Linked DNA regions of Anas platyrhynchos: region 2 is linked to region 1. A link is a contact called in public Hi-C data. All regions are on one chromosome and are shown on one strand. The core of a region is the stretch at or near the end of the contact, and the rest is flanking DNA. Distances in the headings are between cores, read along the strand shown.

Region 1 (7,629 bases), core at 3,064-5,563:
AGATGGCAGCTGACATTCTGCAGAAGTGAATAAATGTTGAATAACCTTGGCAGAAAGACCTAACAAATTAATTTTTAATCCAGGCTGTGTTGCCAGGTGGTCAATATGTTACATATCTAGTGATCAATGAGCATTTTTTTTTTCTTATAAGCTTTCCAGGGAAAGGCTTCCAAAAGAAAGGAAACAGAAAGGAACAGAAAGGAAGGAATAATCAATTTTTTAAGTTCTTCATTACATGCTAACTTAACAGAATGATAAGCAACACAGTATCTGGAGTCTACCCCTTGATTCTTCCTCTCCCAAATTTTTTACTAAAAAGAAGGAAGACCTTGAAAGTACAAGATCGAATAAAGTTGTCATTGTATCCAGGGTCGGTGAAAATTGAAGTAAAAACTGCAAGCGCTTGCTTGTGCATACCAAAGAGCTGGAAGAACAGCACCTAGTGACTGTGAGCGCTTGCTCGGTTGCCAGCAAAAGGATTTCATTTTCTGTTTTGTTTTCCAATCAAAAAAAAAACAACAACAACAAACAAACAAAAAAAATGAGCAACTATTTGTTAAAAGTACTTCATAATCAGCATGATTCCCACTTTTCTTTTTCTATGTTTAAAAACACAACAATCTTTAGAGGCTTCAGAAATAAAATAATACTAATCAGCCCTTTGTAGCGTATGGCACAAAACCACACACTGCTGATTTTCTGTGGATGCATGCAAGAGACTGGAGGTCAGTGAAGGAAAGTTAGGGAGATTGTTTCACTTTGTGTCATTTCTCTCCCTTTTCTTTTTTTAAAGGTACAAACAGGTACTTCAGGCAAGTAGCCATGAAGATGGGTATAAATGTAGTTTTTGTTGACTGTACAAAATTGAAACAGCTGGAAGCTGCAATTACACCAGAAACTAAGGTAGGGGAGAGAAAAAAAAAAACTAAGCTTATTTGCTTAATGTTCTTAAATAATGTTATTGGTGCTACTGGTGGATTGGGTGTATGTGGCAATGTTTTGGCAGTGGCGAGGGCACGGGGTGGCCTCTGTGGGAGGAGGCTGGGGCACAGCTGCAGCGGCCCCACCACAGACCAGAGCTGTGGTTAGTGGAATAGCAGTTGTCATAAGAAAATGAATAAGCAATGCTTTGGGATGGTGCTAGTCGCTCCTGTTATGTTTAAAAGCCCTTATGACTTCTAAATTAATTTCTTAAAATAAAGATGTAGTGTTTGTGATGGTGGAACTGATGATAAGAAAATTATCCTGAGTGATACAGATGGTGATGATAAATGATGAGAAAAGTAACCTGTGTTTATGTGTGGAGAGAGAAGCCTGGATATTCATGCATTGCTAGTTTTTTAGACTGACACCCTTAAAAATACATAAAAGAGAGGAAAGGTTTGCTTTGCACACTGCATTATGCATGTATACACGTAGCAGAGATAGTACCAGCACTGTTGTATCTCTAAACCGATGTTTTGTATTGTTGAATCACTACAGCTTGTTTGGATTGAAACACCCACAAACCCCACGCTGAAGGTCATTGATATTCAGGGCTGTGCCAATGTTGTACATAAGCATAAGGATGTTCTTCTGGTAGTAGACAACACTTTTATGTCTGCATATTTCCAGGTAAGTGCCTTTGTTTATAATTACCGCATTATTTCAGTATATTCAAAGATGCATTTTTAAAATGGAGCCACTGCCAACAAACTGTGGTTTTGATACGTGTGTTGTAAATTGCCTGTCCTGCTTCTAAATAGAACCAATGCTCTGCTCCTCTCTAAATTAGCAAAGATGGCATGCAAAGTATTTTATAGCTAGCTATACACCAGTCTGATACCGACAAAAACAACATAGCTTAGAGGTTAAGTAAACAGTTAAGCAATCAAGAAAGTAAGTTAAGCCACTGGGAGAAAGGCTTCTCTGTCATTCAAAAGTCACAGATTTGTTAGATCTAGCTGATGGGAATCATAGCAGACCTGTTAAATAGTGTACTGTTTTCTACCTTTGCTCTTTTTCTACCAGTTATTTTATATGTGCTGTTCATGATCTGTACCATACCACCTGGTATTCCAAAAAGGAAGTGGAGAAAAAAGTTAAAATAAGCAAAATATATTGACTGTGTCTCTGAGATTATTAAAGTTACATTTTTCTTTAATATTTTGATGAATGTGTGGCTTAAGATTGTAATTTTGACCTCAGACAACTCATTTAAGAAAAGGTTGGATGTGGTATTTAGGGATACGATTTAGTGTGTAATATTGCTGGAATGGGGATGGTTGGACCAGATGATCATGGAGGTCGATCATCTTTTTGATTCTATGATTTATTTTTTTCTGCTTTTATAACTGGAGTACATGAAGTAAAGGCAATTTTTAAAATTCTAAAACTGTCTTGATAAGAAACTTCAAAGTCTTGTTCATCTTAACATGGGCTAGAAATATCCCTGTGTGTTTCCCTGGAGACCAACCTATTCCCTTATATTTTAGGTCTAAAGAGAAACTTATTTTGGAGCACAAAAGGAAAGGTGTCTGCTTTTGTTAATTTACAGAGAACTCAGTGTCCTTAACAGAGCCTTTTAGAAGGCATTAATGCTTAGCTAGAGCAGCACTCGAGTTTGTCTTGCACATACCAAAGGCTTTCTGATTTTTTCAACCTTTATTTTATTTCTGAAAGATGTGTGTGAAAGAAGAAAATTGAGCATCTGGATATGTGAGCTAGTTAATGTATCTTTTATTGGCCTGCTCCTAGGAGAAAGTGAGTTGTAATAATTAGGCCTAGTAAGCGTAATAGGTAATGTCTTTAAACTCCTCCAGACTCCTGCTGATACACTGTACTAAGAAAATCATAATTTTAGAGTGGTTTGTATAGTAATATTGAATGTAAAAGGCACTGGTGTTTATGCTACCATCCTCTTGGCTGCACGTTGGGAATGCACATTATCCATGTTCCCTGAGTAGACTTACGTGCTTCAGCTGACAGCAGCGTTCTTTTATTCTAAATCTGCTTGCTTTATCACCCTTTAATTTATTAGTACTCTTCAGTCCTTATAATAAGTTTATATTATACCACAAAGTCCTTTACTTAGTGACTAATTTAGAAAGAAGATTGTTCATTACTTCTTGCCCATCATCATCTTGGTTTGTCTCTCCCCTTAAAAAGGCTTCTGTGAGGAAAGCTGAGTGCCTTAGAGAAGAGAGACTTGGCAAACCAACCCCTTTGTGCTCTCTGCAGGTGTTCAGTTGTTCTTTTAATGCAGTATCACCCATACTGATCTCCAGAGAACTCTGAAATGTTATAATTTTTGTGGAGGCCTTCCTCTTTTAAGGAAATATACTTTAAACATCATTACTTCTCCCTGCCCCAGCTAAGCAATATAACTATTTTTTTTCCTGTGTGAACATGCTGCATGTTAGCTGCATTCACTTCATTCTAATTGCTCTATTCCCTCACTAAAGCCAGTGAGAATTAGACCAGTGTTTTCAAATTGTGTTTTATTTATTATGGGTTCTTTTATTGTGCTTACCATGAATTGAGTGCCTTCCTGTGCTGCTGCTTTCTGTCTCACGTTCTGTCTTGCTTCATTCTCAGCTTTTGTCTTTTGTGTTAGGATTTCTGTGTTTTTCTCTTAGTTTCTCTTTCTAGTGTTACTTTCTGTGTTTGATCACAGTGTTTCTGGATAGCTTGAAATGAACCAGAGGGCAAAAATAAGTTTAATCAGACCTATTATTTTCATATCGTTTTAGCGTCCATTGTCCCTGGGGGCTGATATTTGCATGTATTCTGCAACCAAGTACATGAACGGTAGGTACTGGAATTCAACACGACTCAGGCTGGTTATTTAAAAGCTGTTCCAGCTACTGTTGAGCCTTTCTGCATTCACCTCTTGAACCTCTTCCATGTGTGATGGAAGCTTTTAAACTCCTTTTGCTACTGATAAATCTGCACATAGCTATTGCCAACTTGCTGCTAATGGCACCGGCGAGTGATGTTGTGCAAACACGGTTTGCACTGTGATCATGCCCAGATGGTTGGCCTTAATGAGGAGAACAAATCCACAAGATGAGGTTGTGTTTTTCAAACTCTGGCTCCCCCCAAGTTCAGCTGGTCTTACAGACCTATCTAGGGCAAGAAAAAGCCAAAAGTGGGGTTTGGAAATGCGCCATGTTCATACAGCTGTAAAACCAAATGCAAGGCTTTGTACAAGGTAGCTGCCGGAAATTATATCGAAGTTCAAGGGAGTTTATATGGCAGTGCTGGAGCCTGTTCAAAAGCACGTTCACTTCCCAGACAATCCAGACTAAGAGGTAGCTCGGCTGCGGTGGCTGCGCTGTAACCACACGTCCGCTTGTGGTGCAGATAAAAGTGGAAGCATTCTGGCTGGGGTTTGCTCTCGTTAAACAGCAGGCGGCTGCTGCTGCCCCACAGGAGCTCAGCGATGTCTGTACAAAGTCCTGCTTTCTTGCAGCTAGCTGCAGCGGGTTTGGTAGGCACCTGGGGGCATAAGGGCAGCGTGCAGCAAAGCACACCGCCAAGGTGAGCCTCAGAAAAAACAAATCTGCCTATGATTCATGTGAGGGTGCAACTGTGGTAATGGACGGACAGCTGTGGTAATGAGAAGGAATCAAGGGCCTTGCCAAAATGGGGCTCTTTTAGCACTGAGGCTGAGAAAAAGAGGGGGTTTGTGACAGAACCCTGGAGCAGATAACTTTGTTCTTACGTTCTCCTTGCATTTTTAGGGCACAGCGATGTTGTAATGGGGCTTGTTTCAGTGAACTGTGACGACCTCTACGAAAGGCTCAAATTCTTACAAAACTGTAAGTAGTCAATATAGGAAATACCTTAAAATCTATGTAATTGAATATACTGGCTCATAGGAGGAAGCATGGTGCATGCACGCAAGTACGTGCTCTGTGTGTCATGCAGCAGGGCAGGAGATATGGCACACACAGAAAGCAGCAGGTGCAGGGCAGCTCACATTTCTCCCACGAACAGCACCTGTGGTTACGTGTCTTGTTCTTCTGTGGAAGAAATTTAGGAAATTAGGACGGCATTTCGTTTTACTGAAAAATAAAGCCCTCTTTTTTTCATGTGTAACTTTGTGTTTCAATTTCTGCAGCTCTTGGAGCTGTCCCGTCTCCTTTTGACTGTTACCTGTGCAACCGTGGTTTGAAGACACTGAAGATCCGGATGAATCAACATTTCCACAATGCCCTAGCTGTTGCTCGGTTTCTTGAGTCAGATTCCCGGGTGGAGAAAGTCATTTTCCCTGGTAGGTTGGCAAGGCTTCAGAGCGGGTGGCGTCCTGGCGTGGGGCTGGACGTGGGTACTGCAATAGTACGTGTCGCTTGCACACTCCTCACGTCTGATGACTCTCAGTTAGGTGTCTGCCTTGGCAATGGCCCTTGCATTCCTTTCCAGCTGAAGGATGTTTTTATGTAGTTCAGGGGGAGCTGCTTTACTCTTTGAAGTGATGTGAAATAACTTACAGCAATTCCTACAAATTTCAGGATTGCCTTCACACCCTCAGCATGAGCTGATCAAGCGGCAGTGCACTGGCTGTCCTGGGATGATAACCTTTTACATTAAAGGAAATCTTGAACACGCTACTGCCTTTCTCAACAATTTAAAGGTAAATGACAGTAAATATACTCTGCCCTAAGGGGAATTGAATCTGTCTCTCTGAGTGCGATGATGGAAGCAAGTGGGGCAGGGAGCCTTTTCTGTTGGGGCAGGGAGTCTTCCTCTGTACTTTTAAAGCTCCTAATTTCTTTTGGGTGTAACCATCTCTAAATAATAGATTATGCATAAATGCGACACTAATGAGAGGGAAGAAAAGGGTGCTTCAGCTCATTTGAGGTGTCTGTTTACACGGAATGATGTAGCATTTCCAGGTTAGCCCAGGCATTGCTCCTCACAAAGAGCTGACATACCAGCCTTTTGCAATTACCCCTAGTATTTGAAAGCAGAGAAGCTGTGGCTGGTGTAATACTGCTGTAATATTTCAAAGTACTTGTCAAGAGAAAAAGCCATTGAGAAATGACATGGATCGTGAAGCAAAGAGGGAGTTCCTCAATTTGGAAAATAGTTGTTTATTTTACCTGAACCGTAGGAATTTTGCTTTTGTCTTTGTAATACACTAGTTCTGCCTGTATGCTTTCATGTGTTTCCTACTCTGTGTCTCTGGTTAGTGTGCCTCCCGCTCTTGCACTTTTTTTGTTTTGCTCCTGGAAAAACAAATCAGTAATAATTGACAAGATGAAATGGAACTTCTGTCTGCTTTACCAGTTAATATCGTCAGCTGAAAATGGATATACTAAAACTACAATTTTCCCACAAAATATTCTTTTGCCTGAGTGGTCCTGGTGCATGAAATCACCCAGCTTTGGCAACAAGCACCATGAATTACATTGCAGAATAATTCCGTGTGATATGGTCACTTCACTAGCCATCAGTTCGTCACTAGGTTGATACAGAAGCGTTGTTGAGGGCAGTAAATGCATTCACAGCAGAGGAATTGTGCGTACGTATTTGAGTGCAGTTGACTCTCTAGAGAGCCTTTTTGACATCCGCAAATATATATGCCCGTAATTTAAAGATCAATGCTAAAAAATACCACTTAACTAACAGCAACCATTACTCAGAGGTGTCCTTTTAGGCACTGAGAAATTTAAGCTGTTTTTCAAAACACTGAACTAGCCTTCAGGCCCAGGGAAGAATGAGTGGAAAAATCAGTGCAGCCTTGCGGGAAGAATCGTAATTTCCAGCCCCCAACCCCTCCCCACCCAAACAGATCTGCCATTTGGCAGCTCTGAAAAGCAGAGGTGTCACCTGTGAATATGGGTGAGCACTGCTGGTGCTGGAAGAAGAGTATGGAAGGATAGGTTATAATCACTTAAACATTAATTGAAAATTTGGAGATCTGAGACTATTTTGTTCCCTCAGCCTGCTCCATCTTCCCTCTGACCAGAATGAGAGCTCTGGTGGTGTCCAGGCAGCCTCTGCGCCCTAATGTTTATTTTCCCTTCTGCTCTTCCTGTGTTGCTGACTGTGCTGTGTGATATAGGAACTAATTCTAAGTTGTATTTGCTCAGCATGGGCATGTTTTAATTTTAGTTTTGCATTAGCATCTCTTTAGAGCCATTTTAGGCATACTTTACTTTGAATCTTAATAACTCTTAACTGCTAAATGTATACTTCTTTTCCCCTTATTATAACTGACACCTTTTAAAATACAAAAGTTACTGTAGAAGAAGAAATAGAAAAAAATCAGTAGTACTAAAAATGGAACTTCCTTGTTCTTTCACTGTCTAAGTATTTGTAACCTTACACTTTTTATGTTAACATCTGTTTACTGTTTTCCTGCAGGTTTTTGCACTGGCTGAGAGTCTGGGAGGATATGAGAGCCTAGCAGAGCATCCGTAAGTCATTCTTCATCCTAACAGTCTGCGAGAAGCTTCAGAGTAACAAAAGAGTTCCTGGCCTATTTTTATGGGAGTTCTAAAATTTTCTAGGGTACTAAGCTAAGACAGTTTGCATATAGTTGAGATACAAGAATACTGTGTTGTACAACACAAAAGCCAGTGTCTACTGCAGAAACGTCTGTGGCTTTTGTGAAAATCAGTTTTGTGCTTTGGCTGGAGC
Region 2 (7,629 bases), core at 2,276-4,775, 45 kb after region 1:
TTACACAAGCAGCGTTTCACTGAGGCTGCCAGTCTCTGTTGTGAAATGTTTTCAGTATTCCAGCAGAGATCCCTCGGAGGAGCACTGCCAAAGTAACATTGCGTTCCAAAGGAAAAGGATTGCTGACAAACAAATGAAATGTAAAAACAAGCCTTGCCAACGGCCAAGAGTCATCGATGAAAAATGTACAGAGGTTGTTCCTCTAACCGTGTTGTGTCTGCCCTTCCTGACACGTCCTCACCTTCTCCTGTGTCACCTGTGCCACCTGAGTGACCGGCAGAATCAGCTTGTAAGGCTTCAGGCAGTGACCGTCAGCACCAAGGAGGCTCCTGGGCCTGGGCCCGATGCCCTGCTGGTGTCACGAGCACAATTTGGGCACTGCCGGCACTGGGCTGGCACATGGCAAGTGTCCCGTGGGGATGGCCCAGCTGTGCCTCGCACGTCGCCCCCGTCCTCTGGCCGCCCTTCGCCACCCTGCCCGGGCAGCACCACGCGCCTGTGGCTGCGGCAGGAGGCCCAGAGGTCAGCTTGCACAACAGCCCTCCCGCTTGGGTTAATGGCTTGTGTTTTGTGGGATATCGCTTGCCCCAGTTGTTTAAGGAAAGAGGAGGGCAATGGGACGGCCCAGCATGTCTAAATGTTTGCTTTGTCTGCAAGGAGCAGAGGCCGCGTGATCCCCTCTGAGGCGTTTGGAGCCGAGAAGGCTCCTGGCCTGCCACAGGTGCCGGACACACCAGTGGTCGTCCTCTGGGGTCCTGTGGGGCCAGACTGCGTCCCTGTACCCTGTCACACAGAATCATTAAGGTTGGAAAAGACCTCCAAGGTCATCTGGTCCACCTTGTACCCTGTGCTTCGCTCACACCTCGTGTGGTGACAGCAGAAGGCCGCCGACCCGCCTGCTCACGGAGGAGGCAGCGGCAGTGGACAGACGTGCCTCGGAGATTGTCAGCAATCACCAGAAGGCATTGCCACAGCCCCAGATCGCTTCCCACAGCCGCTCAGAGCCTGGGGACCTGATGTCACCAGCTTTTCCTGAAATGTTTTTGGGTCAAATGTTCCACTGAGAGCTTTGTTCTTCTCCTCCCCCAGGCTTCCTCCTACTCTTTCATTCCCACCCTGTTGCAGTCACTTGGAAATGCAAGTGCAAGGCGGCCCTGCGAGGCTCTGCTTCCCCAGGCACGGCCCAGACCCACAAACCAAGCCCTGCTGGTGTGCCCCTGCAGCAGTTCCCACATTTCCAAACCCGCTGGCAGGCAAACGGCACAGCTGTGACCCACGCGCTGGGTTTACTCGCAAGAACTGTCTGTGTAAAACCAATCAATAGCAGGCGATGACTGAGTAGTCCAGCAAAATGCCAGCTGAATTATTAACTTTGGCATTGTTACCGTAATCAAGCTAATTTATTGACATAGCTGCAATACTAATCCATTTCCAGGACATTAGATAATTCTGCTAGGTCAATACCTGGGGAAGAGAAAGGGGAGTGGGGCCAAACCCCTCCATGGTGGTTTTGTAACCAGGTTTTAAAAGCATGAGAGGAAAATAGGAAGAGGAAAAGCGATTGTGCCCAGCTGCTGGCACGGAACATATTTTGGTTTTTGCCTTCCCCTGATGGAGGAAGCCATGGAGCCTGACCTGGGTGAGGGGTACCATGAAGCCCCCTCACAGGGGGATGGCTGGCGCTGGGTGGGCGATGGACACCTGGCCTCTGGCACTCTGCTGGATGCTGGCATGTGCCTCCTGCCACACACACAGCACAGGAGCCAAAGGCAGCAACGTTTAGGACGTTCCTATGGGCCATTAGACATCAGCAAGAAGCCCAAATCTTGAGTCCTGATTTCTTAGAAACCAGCCACAGATTCTGGGGCTGGACTTGGCAGCTCCTGTGCCCATTGCTGGGTGGTGGCAGGAGGCTGGGGGACCCCCGGGGAACGCAGCAGCCCAGGGCCTTGCCAGGGCATGAGGGGTTTCAGCACGTCCTGTGGCAAAGCCCCATGAAGAACACGGGGTGACTTACAGAGCTGTCTGATGATCACTGAAGTGTAGATTTCTGATCAAACCACCAAAATAACAACAAAGAGGTTTACACCAGTGAGCAAACACTCTGCAAATGGTGCATCCAAGCACTCATGTCCAAAGCCACCTGTGCCCTCGGTGGGCTCCTTGCCAAAGCGGCAAGCAGCTGTGAGCAGGAGGGGTGCCCAGCGCCCACCCAGCACCACAGCACATCGATGCTGCACATCGGCATCCAGGTGGTGGTTTGGGATGTTTTCCCTCCTCCAGAGGCACACGTACACATGCTTTACAAGCTACGGCATGCCTTCTGTGGGCTACTGGCAGTGTAACGTAGAGATAAACGCCCCGGCTGCACGCTTGCTTGGCTGCTCAGAGCTTATCTTTTCCTTTTCTTTGCTAGGAATGACTCATCCATAACTTAATTCTGCAGGACTGACCAGAATAACCTCTGGGTGAGCGCTTTATTAGATGCTGAAAGATATCCATGGCATCAGCGAAGGGGACTTGCATTTGTGTAGGTTGGAGACACGGCGATGAACACTGCGCTATCCGGATCTCAGCATGGATGCCAAGTCTGGCTGTTGGGGGAGAATCAGGGCTTGGAGGGCTGCAGAGATGCCCTGGTGACATGAGGTGGCTGTGTCCCCGGCCTCCCACGGCCCCCACAGTCAGCACATCACACCACCGTGTGCTGGAGCAGGGAGGTTTGGTGCCATCTGGAAGGAGCCTTCTGGGCCAGCGCTGAGCAAAGGCACCAACACGTGGCACACAGCCGAGGGGCCGGGGTCGCGAGGGGCACACTGGGGGGTGCCAGCCTGCAGAGCTTTTGTGCCTTCTCTGCATTTTGGGGTTTGTGCTCCACAGCAGGCAGCAAAATCGGCTGTGTTGCTGTCCTCGGCCTCTGTAGTCACGCCGGGGAAGGTGGCAGAGAACACTGTCAGGGGCTGTGCCGTTGTGATATCCTGGTTGCTGTCCTGTACCAAATGTAGGCTTTAATTGTACGGTATCAGCATGACATACGGTAGAACTGGGTGTGTATTTAGTAAGAAAGATAATCAATAACACTCAGTTTATTAAACTTCCTTAAGGTGACCGCAATGTTATCTTTATTAAACTCCTGATCCGTGTATGTGGAACAGCTGTTTAAAAATTAGGAATGGATTTTGCCACGGGTGAAATCCTTTCACACTGCAGACAGACAAAGGTCCATTGGTTTCTGATGGAGCTGGGAGAGCTTCTGTCCGCGCAGACCTCGCGGTCGGCTGCTGGGCACCTCTGCAGACCGAGGCGGCCTCCGGGGGCTGGCTGGCAGCGAGCTGTCGGGCAGCAGGAGCAGCGTCCCTGGGGGCTGGGGCAGGAGTGATGGCCGGGCACAGCGTCCTTGCCGAGGACAAGAAGGAAAACACGTTCCTGCCCTTCACAATGCGAACGTCCCTGGAGTTAACCCCCCAGACTTTATCACTGCTCTTATCACATCGCCGGCCGGCACTGCTTACAGCACGGAGTGTGTCCAACCCATGCTGAGCCTGCTGAAAACAACACTCCTCGTCGGAGCAGGGCCCGCTTTGTTATTACAGCGTGGATAACTCGTTATCACCGAAAGGCTCGAGTCAGAATTTGCCGCGGTCCCTTTTGAAGCAATCCGGCTCTCTCCTCCTCTGCTGGTTCAGGAGCTCGTGGAGCACGGGGCTGCCTGCAGAAGGCCCCGTTCCCGTTCTGGAGAAGGGAAATTGGCCGTGCCTGCTCCCAGCACCGCTTCCTCCTCAGTTAAAAACTCAGGAGCAGCAGCATGAAAGGGAAGGCAAGGGGGGAAACCTGATTATTCCGATGCTAAACCATTTGTTTCCAGAGTGTTTTGCCACAGACCATTCCTGTAAATGACCAGCTCTGCCCATGTTCATTAGATGCACAGCAACAACACAGATTTAAGACAAAAATTAACAGCTTTTGGAGACAAGGAAGGACAAACGGGAGGTTGGGTGCCAGGGCCTGGTGGGCAAACACATCAGCAGAGGTTCCAGCTGTCCTGGTGCAGCCTGAGGAAGAGTCAGGCTGGGATCTGACGACGCCAGGAGATGGAGAGACACCACCAATGTCCTGTGGTTTTGTTTCAGGCCACATTCAGTGCTGTGAGCACACAGCACACCACTGGTAATTTGAAACTGTCTGGTTTTAGCCTTGAGCCTCTGCATTTTAATGGGCTAAATGAGGTGCCCTGCAGAGAGCTGGCGTTTCCTTGCCTTTGTGATATAAAAGCATAAGAGATGCTGGTATTTCAAAGGCTCCTTATAATGCAGTGGTCAAGTTTCAATAGTTCCAAATTTAGACTGACACCTGAGCTGAAAGATGCAGCTCCGCATGGATACTGGCAAGGAGCAGAGCACTGGGATGGAGCAGAGTGATGGGGACATCTTGGAGCTGGTCCAAGGCAGCCCCAGCCCTGCCAGCCGTGGTGCCCGGGGTGGGCAGTGCTGTGCAGCTGCAGCATCCAAGCCTCTGAATGCATGCCCTGCCCCAGCACCAGCCACGATCTCGGTGGTGGCACCGCTCTCCTGGGCTGCTGGGACCTCCTCAGCAGCGGCTGGCCCCGGTATCCTGGCAGGGACCTTTCCCGGCAGGGCTGGAGGCACCGGCTTGTGGCACGGCGGCACGGGGATGGCATCGGGCGGTGACCTGCTCCTAAATTGTCAGGGTGGGAAAAAATGATGCCCAAATGTGGGCAAAGGGTTCCCGGGCAAGTTTTTGTCTCTGCACTTTAAAGGTTGTTCACATCCAGAGCCAGTGAATTGCAAACACATCAGGCAAAAATCCAGCTGACTCCAACCTGTCATATAAACTGCAGAACTGCTGGGAATTAATGCTTCACTCCATAAAGTCACTCCAGAATGGGGTGTGTATTTCCTTTCATCTGCAGGGCTGCGAGCCTTTATAAATGCTGAAATTATTTGTGCGTGTAGTAACCGTGGCTCCGCTCTATGCAAATAGCCTGCGTGTTGAAGGGTGGACAAGGTTTGTTAAACAATGTGTTTAAAGAAAGTCATAATAACTGGGGCTTCTATCCTTTGATACGATTTATTGCCAAAACAAAGCAGCCCCAAATATAAACACATTGTCTTTAGTAAAATGCATTTGAACATATTTAACATATTTTATATTCAAAGTGGTTCTTTTATGTTCTGCAGAGGAGCAAAGTGAGGGCTGAATCCCCATGCATACCCCGTGAGCATCAGTGTTGGTGCCCTCCGAGACAGCTCTGTGCTGGGGGCGATGCTGCCGGGGACCAGCAGCGATGAGGGGCTGGGGTGAGCCCCGAGCTCTCTGGGCGCATGCTGGGTGTGTGCCCACGCATGCAGCGCTGTGTCCCTTCAGTGCAAACCGTGTGCTGCCTCACCTGGCCCCCCCCTTGGTGTTCGGTGCTTCTTGGACCTTTTGAGAACGATCTGTTCCCAATGTACCTGCACAGACTTGTCTCCCAACATTTCACGTAAACAAGAAATCTGTGAAATCTGACTGCTCACCGTCCCGTTCCTGCCTCATGCCAAACAGCTCCAAGCCATTTCGCACCCCAGCAGCCTGACCGTCTCTAGCAGAGCCCCACAAGAAGCTCAGGTACCGACAGCAATGGGAAACTGCCCTGCATCCCTTCCAACAGGGATGGAAACACTCAGACAGAGAGCTTGGAAGTGTTTGGCTTAGAGATACCCGGCGCTGGTGTTTGTGGTGGTTTGGAAGCAGGTTTGAGCACCAAGCACATTTTCGGGTTTGATGAAAGTAGTGTTGGGGACGGGCGAATTTTGGGCATGCAGGAGCTGGGCACGCTGCATGGGCAGAGTACAGCACCTGCTGCCTGCTGGTTGTGAGCTGCCACCTTTTTCTGGTAAAATGCTTTTATTGCTTTGGCATCATTTAAAATGCCTCACTGAATCCACAGCCACGCACACAAAGCAGGCAGAGCTCCCGTGTTACAGACAGCTGCTGGCCTCTAAGGCCACTTTGTTGCATGCCTCTGGCAACCCATTTTCTCACCTTTGTTTGAAAATGTTTAGCTTTTGTCTTTGCTGTTGTGTTTATAATTTGTCAAAAGGCAACAAGCCTCTCTCAGGAGCTGCTGCAACTCCGGGCAGCCGACCCCATGGACCATCAGCCTTCTGCCACTGCTCCAGACAGAAGAGGTTACCTCTTGTGGCTCCAGCACTGGCACTTCATGGCCTTTTCTGCTCCCTTGCACGTGCATTTTAGAAAGTGGTTTTGTTTTTCTTAACTGAGGTCAAATGACCCGATGGAAGGAAGATTAGGCTGAGCTGTGCTGCAGGGCACAGGGCAGGGGCAGGCGGGTGCCCTGTCACAGGCAGCACCACGGCCCTACAGCCCCCGAGCTGCTGCTTTATGCCGGGAAACCCCAGGGAGGAATCCAAAAATTAGAAAAAAAAAAAAGTGAAAGGGGGTGGTGGTCAGCAGGCTGTGCAGGGCTGGCTGCCGCCTGTCACTGCCTTCACTTGTCGTGAGACTGTCACCAGCACGCTTTCAAGTGTTTATTCAAAGCTCTTTAATCTTATCTTATCTAAAAACATTTCTCATTCAAGTGAGCAGAAGAAATATAATCTGGGCTTTCAGAGAATCAGAGAATGGTTCGGGCTGGAAGGGACCTCAAAGCCGCCCCCCTGCCCCCAGCCTGGCCCTGAGCACCCCCAGGGACGGGGCACCCCCAGGGATGGGGCACCCGCAGCTCCCTGGGCTGCCTGTGCCAGGGCCTCACCGCCCTCAGGGTGAAGGATTTCTTCCTCACATCTAATCTAAATCTCCCCTCTTTTAGTTTAAAGCCATTACCCATCATCATATCCCCACACACCCCAACAGAGCCCCTCCCCACCTCTCCTGCAGCCCCCGTTAGGTGCTGGAGGCCGCTCGGAGCTCTCCCCGGAGCCTTCACCTCTCCGGGCTGAACACCCCGGCTCGCTCAGCTGGCTCCACAGCAGCAGTGCCCCTGCCCTACAGTCCCCTCTTGTTCCTCTTGCCTTCTGAAGTCTGTTTAAACCAGAGAACCCAGCGATCTGCAGGGGTCTCCTGAGCACCTGAGGTTTCACCCCCGATGGGGTGTGCTGGAGGCCGCCACCTCCTCGCCACGTTCCCACTGGGGGCGGCGATGCAGGCTCTGCGCTGATCCTTATCCCACTTCCTCCTCCTCCTGCTGTGCGCAGCCCTCGCTCGCAGTCCCTCTGTGTGCAGGGCCTGGGGCTCCCTGCAGGCATTTCCTCGGCTGGAGGCCGCGCTGGGTGGCCGGGGACATGGGCCCATGGCCACGGCCTGCTGGGTGCAGGAGGACGCAGGCAGCGCTGCCGGCACCACCACCGCCTGCAGTGACATGGCTGCATGAGAAAATGTTGCTGTGACTAGCTGCTGGTGGAGAGGTTTTTCTCCAGCCCTTGGCTGAGCCCTGCCCAGCAGCAGCACGGTGTTTGAACCACAAACACGTCCTGGAGAACCTGCCCTGCGTGCTGCAGAGCCCCTCTCATCGGGAGAACCTGCGAAGGGTGGCCAAGAAACCCGATCACTGAAGCAAATTATGGGGAAAGCACAAGCTTTGCTTGGTCAAGGCAAGCGGCCGTGCTCTGG

Evidence for each region. Hi-C and Micro-C count contacts between places; a contact is called where the count stands out from the background.
Region 2: a contact with region 1 is called in a Hi-C map of F5 follicle, with 3 times the contacts expected there. The contact joins two enhancer-like sites. A contact is called at or near these places in 2 of 8 Hi-C or Micro-C datasets (F1 follicle and F5 follicle).

What each region holds. Positions count from the first base shown.
Region 1 is chr8:38,715,453-38,723,081 of IASCAAS_PekinDuck_T2T, forward strand. CTH (cystathionine gamma-lyase) reads left to right here. Exons shown (of 12, transcript XM_027463185.3): 4 at 794-903; 5 at 1,483-1,614; 6 at 3,732-3,789; 7 at 4,725-4,802; 8 at 5,105-5,257; 9 at 5,496-5,617; 10 at 7,354-7,406. Among named protein-coding and RNA genes, the nearest start is that of CTH, 9.1 kb to the left of the region's middle. Within about 2 kb of position 4,314, at least 1 of the 8 cell types and tissues checked has an H3K27ac peak or open chromatin away from gene starts, as enhancers often do. A contact at or near this core is called in F5 follicle, where this site is marked.
Region 2 is chr8:38,760,781-38,768,409 of IASCAAS_PekinDuck_T2T, forward strand. No RefSeq gene overlaps it. Among named protein-coding and RNA genes, the nearest start is that of PTGER3, 16 kb to the right of the region's middle. Within about 2 kb of position 3,526, at least 5 of the 8 cell types and tissues checked have an H3K27ac peak or open chromatin away from gene starts, as enhancers often do. A contact at or near this core is called in F5 follicle, where this site is marked.